2 separate regions of the Gossypium hirsutum genome follow, and region 1 is linked to region 2. A link is a contact called in public Hi-C data. All regions are on one chromosome and are shown on one strand. The core of a region is the stretch at or near the end of the contact, and the rest is flanking DNA. Distances in the headings are between cores, read along the strand shown. Region 1 holds the start of LOC121208288 (caltractin). Region 2 holds the start of LOC107915331 (mitogen-activated protein kinase kinase kinase 20).

Region 1 (7,229 bases), core at 1,906-4,405, 190 kb before region 2:
CTAATCAAACCACCTTAGGGAAGTTGATTGAGAGACTTAGAATTTTAGTCAACCCATACTTCTAGTTTTGTCAAATATGCCACATTCAAGTGAAACTAACTCAGCAAAAATAAAACATATTCAAAGCCCAAATTGATGACCCAATTAGAGAAACAATTTCATTATAATAGGATATGAAACAAGGAACAATAGTTTTCCCACCAACTACCTTATGATAAGGTGTGTATTACGATTACCGAAATACATGTTGATATTAATTACATAATGGGAAGAAAATAATTGAAGGAAATACTATTGTGATAAACTATCAATTCTATTCATAGACGCATCCATGTAGTGGTACAAATTCTAGACAAGATCTTTTAAATGCTTAACAACTCCCTTATTTAAATTCCTTTTTCTTTTTAAGTTTCTTTTAGATATTAAAAAATTATTCTATTCACCGTTGGTGTAGGTTTTAATATGTATAATAAATGAATTTAGATAATACAAAGGTTGTAATAATTGCAAATATACTGCTGCGCCTGCCATCACTATATAAATCATCACGGGACATTGGGCCAAACAAAGCCTACAAGATATTAATTCAAACATGATAGAGAAGAATCATAAGGAACTTCAGTTGGAAACATGAAGATAACAAGAAAAAGATCCACCTTGAATGCTCCCAAAGGTCCAAGGTGGTCTAGGCCTACGCAGGATGGGTATACTTAATAAAGCATTGCTGCTTGGAGAGATTGATTAAAAAGTATACATGCAGGATTGATTTATGCTTACAGTGACTTGATTGGCAAATATGATATTACCATTGTAGATGCAAGGCTTTGATACCAAAACTTCTACTCTTCTATTTCGGTACGAAAAAATTAAATAATAGAGAAGAACAACATAATTAAAAGTCATGGAGAAACATTCAATCCCATTACATATATCCATACACAACATGTTTTTTTTAGTTTATTTATACAACAATGCTACAGCTGCAGCTACAGCTACCGCATGGCTGCGATCAAACACTCCCTCCGGCCATAAGTCAAACTTCTAGTAGCCATATGTAGTTTTCTTCATCATCCTCATGAACTCTTCAATACTTACCTCCCCGTCATCTGCATTCACCGGTTGAACATTGATTATCATGTTTGTTTCAACAGAGATGAGATTTAACGTGTTATGTAAAGAACAAAATCTTGTCCGCTCTAGGGGTATGCAAGATTGGGGTTAACTAACAAAACTGTCCGAGACATAAGCAATTCGATTAAATAGGTTCTGTTTAATCAGTTTTGGTCTTATTCAGTTTGGAAGCTCGGTTTTGGTTAGGCCAGTGTAAGGTAAATTGAATGCTCACTCCTGGTAAGCTCAACATTATAATGGGATACCAAACAAGGTTCGAGAAAGTAAAATGTGAATGACATCCAAGCATTACAATCGTCTGGAGCAAAATTGTAAAGTAAAAAGTCAAAGTCTACTGTATCGAGATTCAAGAAGAAAGGCTAGCTTACGATCTCGGTCTGCTTCTTCAATCATGTCCTGAATATCTTTTTCGGAGAAGTGTTCACCAAGCTCCTTTGCAATGCGTTTAACGTCGTCAGCAGATATCTTTCCCTGAATTCAAAATGAATGAAGAATCAATCTTACAGAAAAAAGCTAACAACATCCTTTCTAAATAAACAGGTAAAAAACAGATTTTTACATTGTTATCTTGATCAATGATTTGGAATGCTTTCATAAGCTCTTCTTTAGTGTCCCTCTCCCCGATCTTGGCAGTCATCATGTGAACAAATTCATCAAAGTCAATGGCACCACTGCCATCCTTGTCAACATCCGCAATCATTTGATTGATTTGCTGTTGTGAAACAGCAGATCGAAACATAAGGATTCCAATATAATCACATTAATATGCTATCTATTGCAAGATATAAAAAGGAAAATACAAAAACTTACCTCTTCTGTCATTTCGAAACCAAGAGCCCTGTAATGCTAAAACTTTCAGTGACAATGTGAAGATATCAACTAAAAAATCTATTTAAAAACACGAAATATCACGCATAAATACTCATACCTCATAGCAACATTCAGCTCTTTGGCATCAATGGTACCTGGCCAGCAAATTCAAACCTATAATTTAGTAAAAATGCCAACCACACATCATATATAACACCTGTATTAAACGACCCATTCCATACCTGAGCCATCAGTGTCAAACAGTTCAAATGCTTCCTTAATCTCTTGCCTCTTCTGCTGGCTTAATCCATGGTGTCTTCCCTTCTGCTTGTCTTTCCTTGATGCCCCTCTGTAAAGACTAGCCTGACCAAACATTCATTAAAGACATGATCAAAACCAATTCTAGTTGGATAAAAGTCTTACAACATCATCCCACGTATACTTGGTTATGTTAATCAGACTCGAGTGCGAGTGTCAGATGCTATTACAGTGCAGATGCATTTTTCTTTTTACCAAGATTCTTATCCAAATATGTGTCGGATAAAGGTTTCAGGCACTGATACTTCAAGCAAAATGAAGATCCGGAGAAACATAGATATTTCCAAATTGAGCAAGCCATAAATAGTCAAACACAAAGAAAATATTATGCTCAAGTTAAAGGAATCTTCAAATTAAAGGGTTTCATCCATAATTGCTGCAATTTACAGACATCACCGATTTTTTTTTTTAAATTTCCACGTCCTGCTAATTCACCACATATCTCATCCATTTCATTTTATTATAAAACAAAAAAAATCACAATTCAATCCAAAATAAAATTTACCAAACAGTAGGCAGTAAACTAAACCCTAATCTTTAACAATAATAGTAAAGAAGAAGAAAGAGGAGTATAATTATTGATTAAAACAAAGTAAATTGAATGGTAGAGATAAATATGAAGAACATACCATTGTTCACTGAGATGAGATCTTAAACCAGTTCCAGAAAAGTCCCCTAACTTCAAAAGAAAAGCAATTGCAAAGACTTGATTTTGAAGATTTTAACCTCAGGAAAGGGAAAGAATTGGTTCTTTACGCGGTTAATTGATCTTTGTTGACTCCCATGAAAAGCCCCATTGTTAACTAATATAAGCCAATAATGGGCTTAAGTGGGCCTTAGTTGGCCCTTATAAACTAAATTTAGGTGTGTTTTGCATTTATTTATGGAATTAGTCTGATTTTGTTTTATGGATTTATATTTGATTTATTAATAGTCTACTATTGTTAATAAGTTAAATTATAGAATATCATTTTAAAAATGAAAATATATTTTTAAATATATTTAAATCATTTGTAATAATCCGGTTCATTAATAGTGCATGAAATTATATACTATTCGTGCATCAAATATTAATTCCGAACATAAACAATAAAATAGATATGAAAGAAATCAAATCTTTGATCTTTGTTTTTGAAAGGATTCCAACAAATTGATGTTCGATTTAGTTGTTAAATCTCTTTTTGAAAAATTAATGTGATTCGATATGCACTTGGCAGGGTGTTTTTATCTATATGTTATGATATGAATTTAAATTTCTAAAGATGTAACTTTTATTTTCTTTTGACATTGGGAGTGGAGAAAAGAATTGTTTGTGATTGTGGAGTATATGTAACACCCCTATTTCATGTTCGACTCAAGGAACCTGATATAGGAATATTACATTTGGTGTCAAGGTAATTCTTAGCTAATCACTAATATATTAAAACATAAAAATGGACACTTGGAACATACTTAATATTTTTCCTAAGTACATGCCATTCTATTCAAAATTTTAATATATATCCTGTTGTTACTTGAAGATGTGATAAAATGAAAGTTTGCAATCTCAAAATTCAACTCTTCAAAAATTCATGTACTTAATCTGCACATGGAAATAAACCATACGCTGAGTATACACCCAGTGGTATTACTGTAATTCAAATACTTAAGGTAAAATAATATATATACATTAAATCTTACCACTATTTTACCTTTAATAAATCTTTCATGCATTTAAACTTTAATTTTTAATTTAATAATATGTATTTTAAATAGTTTTTCTTCATTTTAATTTATATATCTTCTTACTACATCAATATCCATTTCATGCATTTCATCAATAACCATTTCATAAATCATTATTTCATAAATTTCATTTCTATATCTCAATTCAATAACTTATTCTCTAAGAAAATATTCATTTCTATTCATAATCAATCAATAACAATCAGTTGTTCAGTACTTTAATATAATCATTCAGTAATCATCAATTATTCAGTAACATTAGTCTTTCAATAATTATTTAAACCAACATTTTTCAATAAAAATAATTATAATTAATTCATATGATTATATTCAATTAACTCATACACTATTTCACTATTTCCTATTCATTCTATTTTCACTCCTTATTTCGATATCTCAATTTCAATTCATATTTCAATTCATTATTTCACTTTCTCATACTTTCAATAGTTCAATCGATCAAATTCATTTGATTTTCTCATTTCATTTTTTCAACTGATTTCAATATCGATAATTCGATATTTAACAATTTCATGAACCTTAAGTTCATGCTTCAAATCTTATGTCTCAATTCAATTCACAATTCAACTCATAATTTCTTTCTCATACTTTTAATAGTACGATTAGTCAAATTTATTTAATTTTCTCATTTCAGTTATTCACCCTATTAACAAACCCGAACCTTGGAGGATGCACGAATCCAACCAACACAGCAGTACGACACTTAGTGCCTCATCAGCTTTGCCGAAGTAAACAGTAACAGTACAGTACTCAGTACCTCATCGGATTAATCCGAAGTAACAGTAATTGTACGACACACAAGGTGCTTCATCGACTTGAGTCGAAGTAACAGTACGACACTTATAGTGCATCATCGACTCAAGGTCGAAGTATTCCTAAACACTTCCAATCCTATAACATGCCAACTATATCCGACTCAGCTCGACTGGTTAATAGGGTATTCAAATAATTTTTCTATTTCAAATTCACTTTCAATTCAATCACAATTCAATTCATATTCACTTTTTCACTTTCTAATCAATATACAATTCAATATCAATACATATTTCAGATAAGCACATATAATCATACTTTGATTCAATTCAATCCACTTTTCAATCAATACACAATTCACATATTCACCATATTCATAATTTAATTTACTTTTATTCAATTCGTATTTTCGATTCATTTTCCAATCAAGTTCAAGTCACTAATCACTTTTCAATTAATATACATTTCAAATAATCACATATTTTCTTCATTCAATTCATTTTGATTCAATTCAAATCACTTTAATTTCCAATTTGTTCATATTTAATTTCAATAGCCATAAACACTTTTAAATCAATTTCATTTAAACCAATATCATTATTTCAATTACTTTCCTAAATTTATCTACCATGCATTTTAATTAAAATATAACAATTAATAATAAATAGATTTGAATTATAGTAATACAAACCTGGATTTACTCGATTATTCCTCGATAACCTTCTTCTTTCTTTTGTGTGCCGATGCCTCGAGTTCCTTGTTAGCTACGAAAATAATAATAATTTACACTATTAATTACAACATTAATTTATAATAATATTTGAATTTATATCCAATTTATATTTTAGTTCCAATTTAGTCCTAACTAGATATATCTACTTTTCTAATTTAATTCACACTCTATTTCTATTCAAATTTCATCCAAGCTCAAATTTAACTACTAAATTTTCAATATATTTCACTAATTTTGAATTTTCCTCAATTTAGCACCTACAACATAAAACTTATAGCTTACTTTACAATTTAATCTCTTTATCAATTCTAATCAATAATTCTATCAAATAAATCCCTAATTCATCTTTTTGTTCAACATAAACTATGTTCAAAAACCTTAAAACTTCCAAAACCTCAATTTAATTTCATCAAAATTTTGTTTTAAAGCTTTTAAAACGTCAAAATTAAGAGAAAAGGACTTGATTGACTTACATTTTAAAGTTTAAAGCTTCAAATCCCTAATTTTTTCTTTTCTTTTCTTTTTCTCCTTTCTTTCTTCCTTTCCCGTTTTGCTCTCTGTAACTTTTCTTTTTTTTTCTTTTATGTTTCATCTTTGTTTCTTTTATAACATATATATATTAGTTTATATCAATAATTGTTTTTATAAAAATCTATTTAATAACAAATATAATTAATACAATTGTACAATCATATAATTTACATTTGTCTCTATTTAATTTGTTTACCTCATAAAAATCTTATAATTTAATTAATTATCAAATAAGCATCTTTTATTTAATAATAAAAAATAAAAATATCTATTTAATTACTAATATTTGTATTACAAATGTTTTTATTTTAATTAATACACATGGACTTTATCTCAACCATACATTTGTCATAAATCTTATTTATTTATCTACTAAAAATCTCATATTGTAATTATGTAATTAATAATTATCTTTTACTTAATAAATATAAAATATAAATACTAAATATCTATTTACTAATTAATTATTTGTATTACAATTGTATACATATATTTTCCTACATTTGTCTATTTTTATCACCTTACACTTGTCATATTCTAATTTATTTTTCTAATATAATAAGATTAAATAATAATAATAATAATAATAATAATAATAATAATAATACAACAAAATTTCTAAACATTTCTTTATATGCCGCCTCAATCTCCAAATGTAGGCTCAATTGCCCATTTGGTCCCTACTATTTTCTTTTAATCTATAATTAAACTTTTACCCTTTATTCAATTTAGTCATTTTTACTAATTACTCTAAATTAAGCTAAATTCATCTAATTTAAACCTAATTAAACACATCACTAGACTCATAAATATTTCTAATAATTATTTACGAACTCATTTCACTAAAATGGAGGCCCGATATTGTACTTTTCTGATGCCCGTGAATTTTGGGTCATTACAGTATACCTCGCATTTTTTGCCAAAATAGAGTTGACGTCCTGACGAGGAAGTGGTGTCATCCCAACGTCACGACCATCGACTTCCTGACGAGAAGAGATGTCTCGTCTCGACGACGTGATGAAGGGCATCCTGACGAGACAGCAGCCACGTCACAACGAGACGACATGTTCTGCAATTTTCTCGATTTTCTTCTTCTAATCAAATATTAATTATTTGTCCCAATCAAACTCTGATTAGTGTAGGTTATTTTAATATTATTTTACCTACGAATGTAGCCCATAAATAGGTCTTTTTCCACCCTAGAAAG
Region 2 (7,375 bases), core at 4,824-7,323:
TTAAATAAATTGTAAATGGACTTTAGACTTTGATTAAATTTGGGCCTTTTATTGTTTTTTTTTTATTTTGGTTTTTATTAGTATTATTTTTTGGTTTATAGTGGGACGGGCAAATTGGGCCTGCTACACTCTCTATGTTACTCTGATTTGTATATTGTATTTTGTTTGATCTCTATTTGAGTTTAGTTATGCACTGAGCTTAATAGCTCACCCTTTTGTTTTATCTTTGTCTGTTCAGGTAGACCTCTGACTTAGGACTGGACGGTGTGTAGGAGTTCAGATTGTTTTTGCACTTAATAAAAATATGGTGAATTTCGTAATTACTTGTTTTGATCTTTGGGGCTTGTAATATGTTTCTAAACTCATTTTGGGATTTTGCTTAATTCGTCAATAATTGATATTTTCTAACGCGAGACTGCAAAATCACTTAGGTCGACAAAACATGTTTCAGTTTTCAAAACTAAAACTCCAAAAATGGTTTTCCACTACAAATTAAGTAATTTCTTAAATGTTTTCTAAAGGCGAACAAGTAGTTTTCTAATGACTTTTTGCAAAAGTCATAATTACTAAATACTTACTAAAATTAGTTTTCCAAACAAATGGATGTAAATTTCAGATTCGATTATAACTTCTAGGTCGGATTTGGGATGTTACATGTAGATACATTAACTCTGTAATTTGTGAATGCCTTAACATTGTACTCCTAAACGACTAATACGAAAACCTTTCTTGTTGGAAATTGAGTACCAACAACCAATTGCCTTGAATATGTAGTGGTTGAAATGGTATAACCTGGAGTGATATGCGGATACTTAAAAAACTCAAGTCCTCTCATCCCTTCAAAGTTAACTTCAAGCATACGAGCTAGAGGTATATATTCAACAACTATTCCAATGATCTATTCTATAATACTTAGTAAATGTTAATATATTAATACATGAATTATAATTTCAGAGTAAAAAAATACTTACAAAAATTGAAGAAGGCAGATGAAGATTGCAAAAATATTTAAAAGACAATAGCTAGAACAATATAACAACACTCAAGGAAAGAAGTTGAATACATTTACTCTACTTGAAATGTTGTAAAATTCTACTTAAAAAAATTTCAGCCTCCCCCATCTTTGCAATTATAATTTCACTTACTCATTTTATCATTTTATCCAAAACATTGTTACATTATCTCAAGCTCTCAGCATATCACCCAGAACCTTATTCTATCATATCAGGCTTCTATTTGTTGGATCTGGTGTCCTAAGTGTAATATTTTCGTCTATGTACACTTGTATTTTTTCGAATAGCTTGGTTTAATAAAATTATTCATGAATGACATTAATATCATTTTTATATTGTCCTCATGTGGCTTTTGCATTTAAAGCAAAATAGAAGTAAATATTAGCTCACTGGTTGTCTAATGTTTAACTATTATTAAACAATATTACGTGGTTTGATCGTAATACTAAAAGATAACTTATATTAGTATATAAAGCTAAACATGTCCTTAGTCTAATCGAAATGAGCAAACTAATTGAAAGACTAATATGTCATCTATCAAGTCCAATTGGGGAGATGTCTTGTCTTGGGCATCGAAGCGAATGACTCTTAGAAGATAGAGATATAGATGTGACTGACAGACTGACAATACATTGGACTGGACCCAAGCATAATAGATCTTGAATCTGTTTATGAATTTATTCACTTTTTACGTTCATAGTGTGACATACCTTAACCCTAAGTGGATGATAGACTATGTATGCGTGACTTATATACTTTGATGTAAGTAAAAACCTGAGTTCAAATTGACAAAGAACTAAAAGTTGGTGCATTGGGTATACGACTTCTATAGTATGTAGCATCATTCACAATAGTGGAATTCATAGCAAAAAAACATGGGTAAATGATATCCTCTCATTGGCATTACATGATAGATGAAAAGTAAATATGGCACGGGTCATTCTTCTTTGTGATGAATGACTTAATTATTATATAATAGTAATTTACTTTTCATAAAGGAAGATGTAATGGTTACCATGAGATAAGATAGGATCATATTGGGAGAGCAGATTTATTTCAAAAAGATTAATGATATAATAAAAGGATAACACATTTATGATAAGGTCATTGGACGAGCACTGATTAAGTAACTTTCGTAATGATATATCATTAGGGAGAGCTCAATCACGATACTATAGTGGAATGACTTCATGACTAAATGAGTTTATAATTAATAGGTGAAAAGCTAGAACTTAATTATAAATCATTTGAGCTCTAATCACATATGTCCAATCGATTCCTTCGTTAGTTTGTTGAAACCAGAAATGAATTGCATGTTGAATCAAATGAACAAAAATGGATAGAAATGATAAAGTTAGAGAAATGAGTTACATTCGAAAATGAATGTGGCTTCTCAATAAGTGTGGAAATGACCTGAGAATTAATTAAAGTTTTTCGGATTATTATTTGATTAATTGAAGTTCGAAAATGAAATGAAATTAATTGATCATTGTGAATTTGTTGAATGTAAAAATTAAATAATTTTTTCATAGATTCTTTTACGGTAAAGTTGTTATGATTTTAACGGAATTAAGATTTGGTTGAGAAAATTACTTAATTAGAAAAATTAATTCATTTAAATGAATTTAATAAATAATGTTTATTTTGAGAAATAGAAAAACATGTACTGAGTTAGATTAAATTATAAAATATTGGGTTAAAAGTCTAGGAAATGCATATAATTTGACTCAATATGGGAGAGACCTGAATCTCTATCATATTACATATGAGGAGAGGCACACCTAATTAGCCGCCCTTTTTCTATTTCAACTAGGGGATTGTTTTTTTTTTCCTATTAAATAGACATTAAATGCATTCTACAAATCCAATTAGGGTTTTACTTTCTCTACCTATAAATAGATAGCACTGGTAAGACTAAAAATACAATAAGTTACACAACTTTTGTGATATTATTATTTTTCCCAAAAAATATTGAGAATTTATTTCTAAATATAAATTTTATTTTTCGAGAATAACATTTCTATTGGTTTTTGTAAGTGAAAGATTTATTTTCCTACTGAAAGTAAGAAAATTATTTTTGGTTTTATGTTTGGTTCGTAATTCTTCGAGCCCACACTTGAAGCAGTTCGTGATACAAGAATAACGGACAAGACCATTCAGTTGAAAGTCGAAAATGTCTAGAATTCTTCTTGCTCAAAGCACATATTTTATTTCAAGAAAAAATTTATTGCTATAAATATTACAAATCAACTTGATTTTCAAAACTTTTATTTTTTCGCTATGTAAAAAAAACCGTTTTTAAAGCAAATTTTTTCCAATACCATCATCTCAGAGGCCTCCAGAGCCCTGTTCCATCACCTCATGCTTCCATCATCTCAACTCTACATGCATGCAGGCGAAGCCAGAACAAATTTTTAGAGGGGCAGAATGAAATCTTAATTTTTTATAATTTATATCTTTATAATTTTTAAAGAATTAAATCAAATTTTTATAATTTTAGGGAGGAGAAGTGTAATTTTACCCTTACTAATTTAAAATTTTTAAAAAAATTAATAGACTAAATAACAATTTTATATTTTAAGAGGGACTAAGTCCACTGCAAGCATCCCTAAATTCGCCTATGCATGCGTGCATGACAAAACTTTATTGATTTCAGTTGGCCTTTATTTTTCAATCTACCTTCACGTCAACCCTCATATTTTTTTTCATCCTTCCCTGCCTTCACGAACCCTAATATGTTGAATACAGAGAGAACATATTAAAGTTGGCGCCCTAAGTGACCGACTTCACTTCTATCCCCTGCAAACTCAACTAGTTTGCTAAATAGATGAACCACCCAACTACTTTGCAAAATAAATTTTCAATCTCATATATACAGATAAAAAAGTCTTAAGATTCTTTACAATTTTAAATAGTTAAAATATATCATAGATCTTTGTATTTCTTACAAATTTAAAATTTAAAATTTAATTTTTATATTTTTATTTTTAAAAATTTAGTCTCTTTTATTTTTTAAATTTCTAAATTCAGGTCTAATTATTAATATTTTTTTTGTTAAAGATGTTGGTATGACATTTAAAAAAAAAATCACTTTGGAGCAATGTAAACTAAAAATTATATTGCAATGAACTTGAATTAACAAAATAATTTTAACAATATCAACAATTAGATCTAAATTTTGAAATCTAAAAAAGTAGAATGATTAAATTTTTAAAAATAAAATTACAGGAACTAAATTCAAATTTATGAAGAGTACGGGGCTTATGACATATTTTGACCATTTAAATAATATTTAAAATTTTTATTTTTTTATTTGTATAATTAAATTTATATAATTATTGAATTTAAGTTGTGGAGAATGAAAGCCGCCCAAATATATAAAATTTATGTGGGATCTACTGAGCCGAATAGATAGCTGGAGTCTAAGCTAGAGATGTAGCTAATCCGGAATGGATCACTATCAACCAGGCCGCTTGGCTGTAGCCGGGCGCTGGTAGCGCGGCCAAGATTCCATGAACCTTTCCTTCGAAGGTTGCAGTTTCATGAACTCAAATGGATTACGCAGCAGTCGTCAGTGGAAGATCCCCATCTTTATTCGAGTGCATTGCATGGTGCACTTAATTTTGCTACCTCGCTGTCCTATCGTCGGCTTCAACCCACGTTTCGGTGTATCTTTGGCTGACGTGGGTCCTCGCCTTACCTAATAATAACCAACAAAAATACCCACTATTTCTATAGTTTTTTTCTTTGATTTCTACACATTTTGACAGCCACTCGGATTTCTTTGGTTTAGATTATTGTAATAAAAAAATAAGAAATAAAAAAACGTGAGGAATGCTTTAGTTCGGGAGTTCTCCCACAAATTGCTCCTATATTCCTATTATACGTTATAATCTTATTTATTAATACAAATATTAATACGTTATTACATTTCAAGTGTCATATTTATAATAGTAATTTAATCTGTCCCAACACTTTGATACAGAGAATTTTTGCATTCATGTTGGTTTATGGCATATACTTTACATGTTAAAAGTGTTTTTCTTTTTTTTTTTCCTTTCCTTTTTAGTTTAACTCGTAAATCAGACATATTAAGCAAAGCCTCTAAGACCCAACCTCCCTAATTTCTTTTTTTTTTTTTAATTGGAGAGGATGATGATGAGAGACATTGTTTTCCAAGCCAACTAGTCTCCAAATTTAATGAAATATTTGTATACAAGTAAAGATGATATAAATATATGAAGTTGAAAACCCATTGTAATTTGCCCTCACATGCATCCTGGATGGTAGTAAATTAAATATCATTAAGGCTCATCAATTTTGTGTCTTTTAAACTATAAAATCTAAACTAATACTTATATAAAAAATTATTTTAGATATTTAATATGTTTCTCTAACATAGATATGTTTTTACTCTCTCCAAATTTGTGTTTTTGTTTTTCTACGTTAAATTCTCCACATTTCTAATTAAAAAACATCATATCCCTCATATTATTAACTCACTGATCAAGCTTTTTTTTCTATATTCATTGGATTATTTTTTACATATGACATTAGGTTGCTAATGAGTGTGTGTTTAATAGTTGCTTGCTTTTTAAATTGAGAAAAAGTATTGTGCAAAAAAATCAATTATTTGGTTTCTAAAACTATTTTTTTATTTTTTTTGAAATTGAAATATATATAAATATATTTTTCAACAATGAAAACATGCTTGGTACATGTTTTCCTATGATAAAAACATGAAAAATAAAATTATAAATGATTATATATTTAAAAACAATTGAAAAAAATAATTTTGAGATTATGGGGTTGAATCATGATCAATTTTTTTTCCTAATTTAAAAATTATTGTAATTAAAAAAAATACCAAATCAAAAGTAGGAAAATGTAAATAAAAATCTAAATGCACGTGGCGTTGAATGAAAATGATATAGATCGGCCACGTTTTTAAATTGATAGCCTAAGCTGTTATTTCATATCCATATTTGGAAAACTCAAATAAATAAAAATATCCTTACCTATCACGTGCATTAATAATAGCATAAGTTGAAATTCAACACTACCAAATAAAAATGCACATATCCCACGTTTATATATATACACACTTTGCACCACCATAACCTCTGTCACCTATGTTTGCTTCCATTTCTTCATCTCAAACCAACCACAACCAGTAAAAAGGCTTCCATATCTTCAATAATAAGAAACAAAATCCAGGTTCTTGAGTGAAATTGGAGCTCGAATTTTTCTGGAATGGAGTGGGTTCGGGGAGAAACGATTGGATATGGAAGTTTCGGCACTGTGAATTTGGTGTTACCTAAAACAGGGTTTTCGGGATCATCATTCTTGGCTGTCAAGTGTTGTGAAACTAATAACTCGGCTTCTCTCAAGAACGAGAAACAGGTGCTCCACCAACTTGGATTCTGCCCCCAAATCATCAGTTGTTTCGGCGACGATTTTACTGTTGAGAATTGTGGGAAATTTTACAATCTGTTCTTGGAGTATGCTAATAAAGGAAGCTTAGCCGATCACCTTCAGCTAAACGGTGGGAAATTGATGGAATCCGATGTTAAAAGATTTGCAAGATCGATACTGAAAGGGCTAAACTTCATCCATTCCAAAGGGTTTGTTCATTGTGATATCAAGCTTCAAAATGTTCTTTTGTTTGGTAATGGGGATGTGAAGATAGCTGATTTTGGATTGGCAAAGAGAAAGTGTGAAAAACAGGGGAGGTTTGAAATCAGGGGAACGCCTTTGAGTATGGCCCCTGAGTCTATCAATGGAAACGTTTATGATTCGGGGGTGGATATTTGGGCACTTGGATGCGCCGTTGTTGAGATGTTTACTGGGAAACCAGCTTGGAACTTGAAACCAGGAGCCAACATGGCGGATTTGTTGATTAAAATCGGGGCCAGTGATGAATTGCCTGGAATTCCAAGGGAATTATCTGGGGAAGGAAAAGATTTTCTGGTTAAGTGTTTTTCTAGGGATACAAACAAGAGATGGACAGCTGAGATGCTCCTGCAACATCCTTTCATGGCTGGCGATGATGAAACGGTTCCATCAACGTCTTCACGAGGTTGTGTTGAAGAAATCGCAATAACCCCAAGATGTACTTTGGATTTTCCAGATCGGGTTTGGAGTGAATCGATTTTAGGGGAAAATTCAAGCATGTTTTCATCGGCTTTGGATCGGATTCGTGAATTGGCATGTGATGAGGCACCTAACTGGGGTGTTAGCGGCAGCTGGATGAGGTTGAGGTAGAATAAGATGATGGAATAGCCATATTAGCGTGAATCAAATTGTAAATTTTATTAGAGAAAACATTAGTGGACTGACTTTGTGCTGATGGAGAGTTGTGA

What was found. A called contact is a pair of places that touch in the nucleus more often than the background predicts.
Region 1: a contact with region 2 is called in a Hi-C map of leaf, with 5 times the contacts expected there. The contact joins the promoter of LOC121208288 here to the promoter of LOC107915331 in region 2. A contact is called at or near these places in 12 of 34 Hi-C or Micro-C datasets (anther, callus, fibers and 3 more).

What each region holds. Positions count from the first base shown.
Region 1 is chrA10:18,171,619-18,178,847 of Gossypium_hirsutum_v2.1, reverse strand. LOC121208288 (caltractin) reads right to left here and starts at 3,155. Exons shown (of 7, transcript XM_041078839.1): 1 at 2,889-3,155; 2 at 2,184-2,304; 3 at 2,060-2,096; 4 at 1,942-1,969; 5 at 1,691-1,843; 6 at 1,500-1,602; 7 at 890-1,106. The coding sequence starts at 2,891. The coding sequence ends at 1,042.
Region 2 is chrA10:17,988,030-17,995,404 of Gossypium_hirsutum_v2.1, reverse strand. It overlaps LOC107915331 (mitogen-activated protein kinase kinase kinase 20), which reads left to right and starts at 6,073. Exons shown (of 1, transcript XM_016844495.2): 1 at 6,073-7,375. The coding sequence starts at 6,267. The coding sequence ends at 7,277.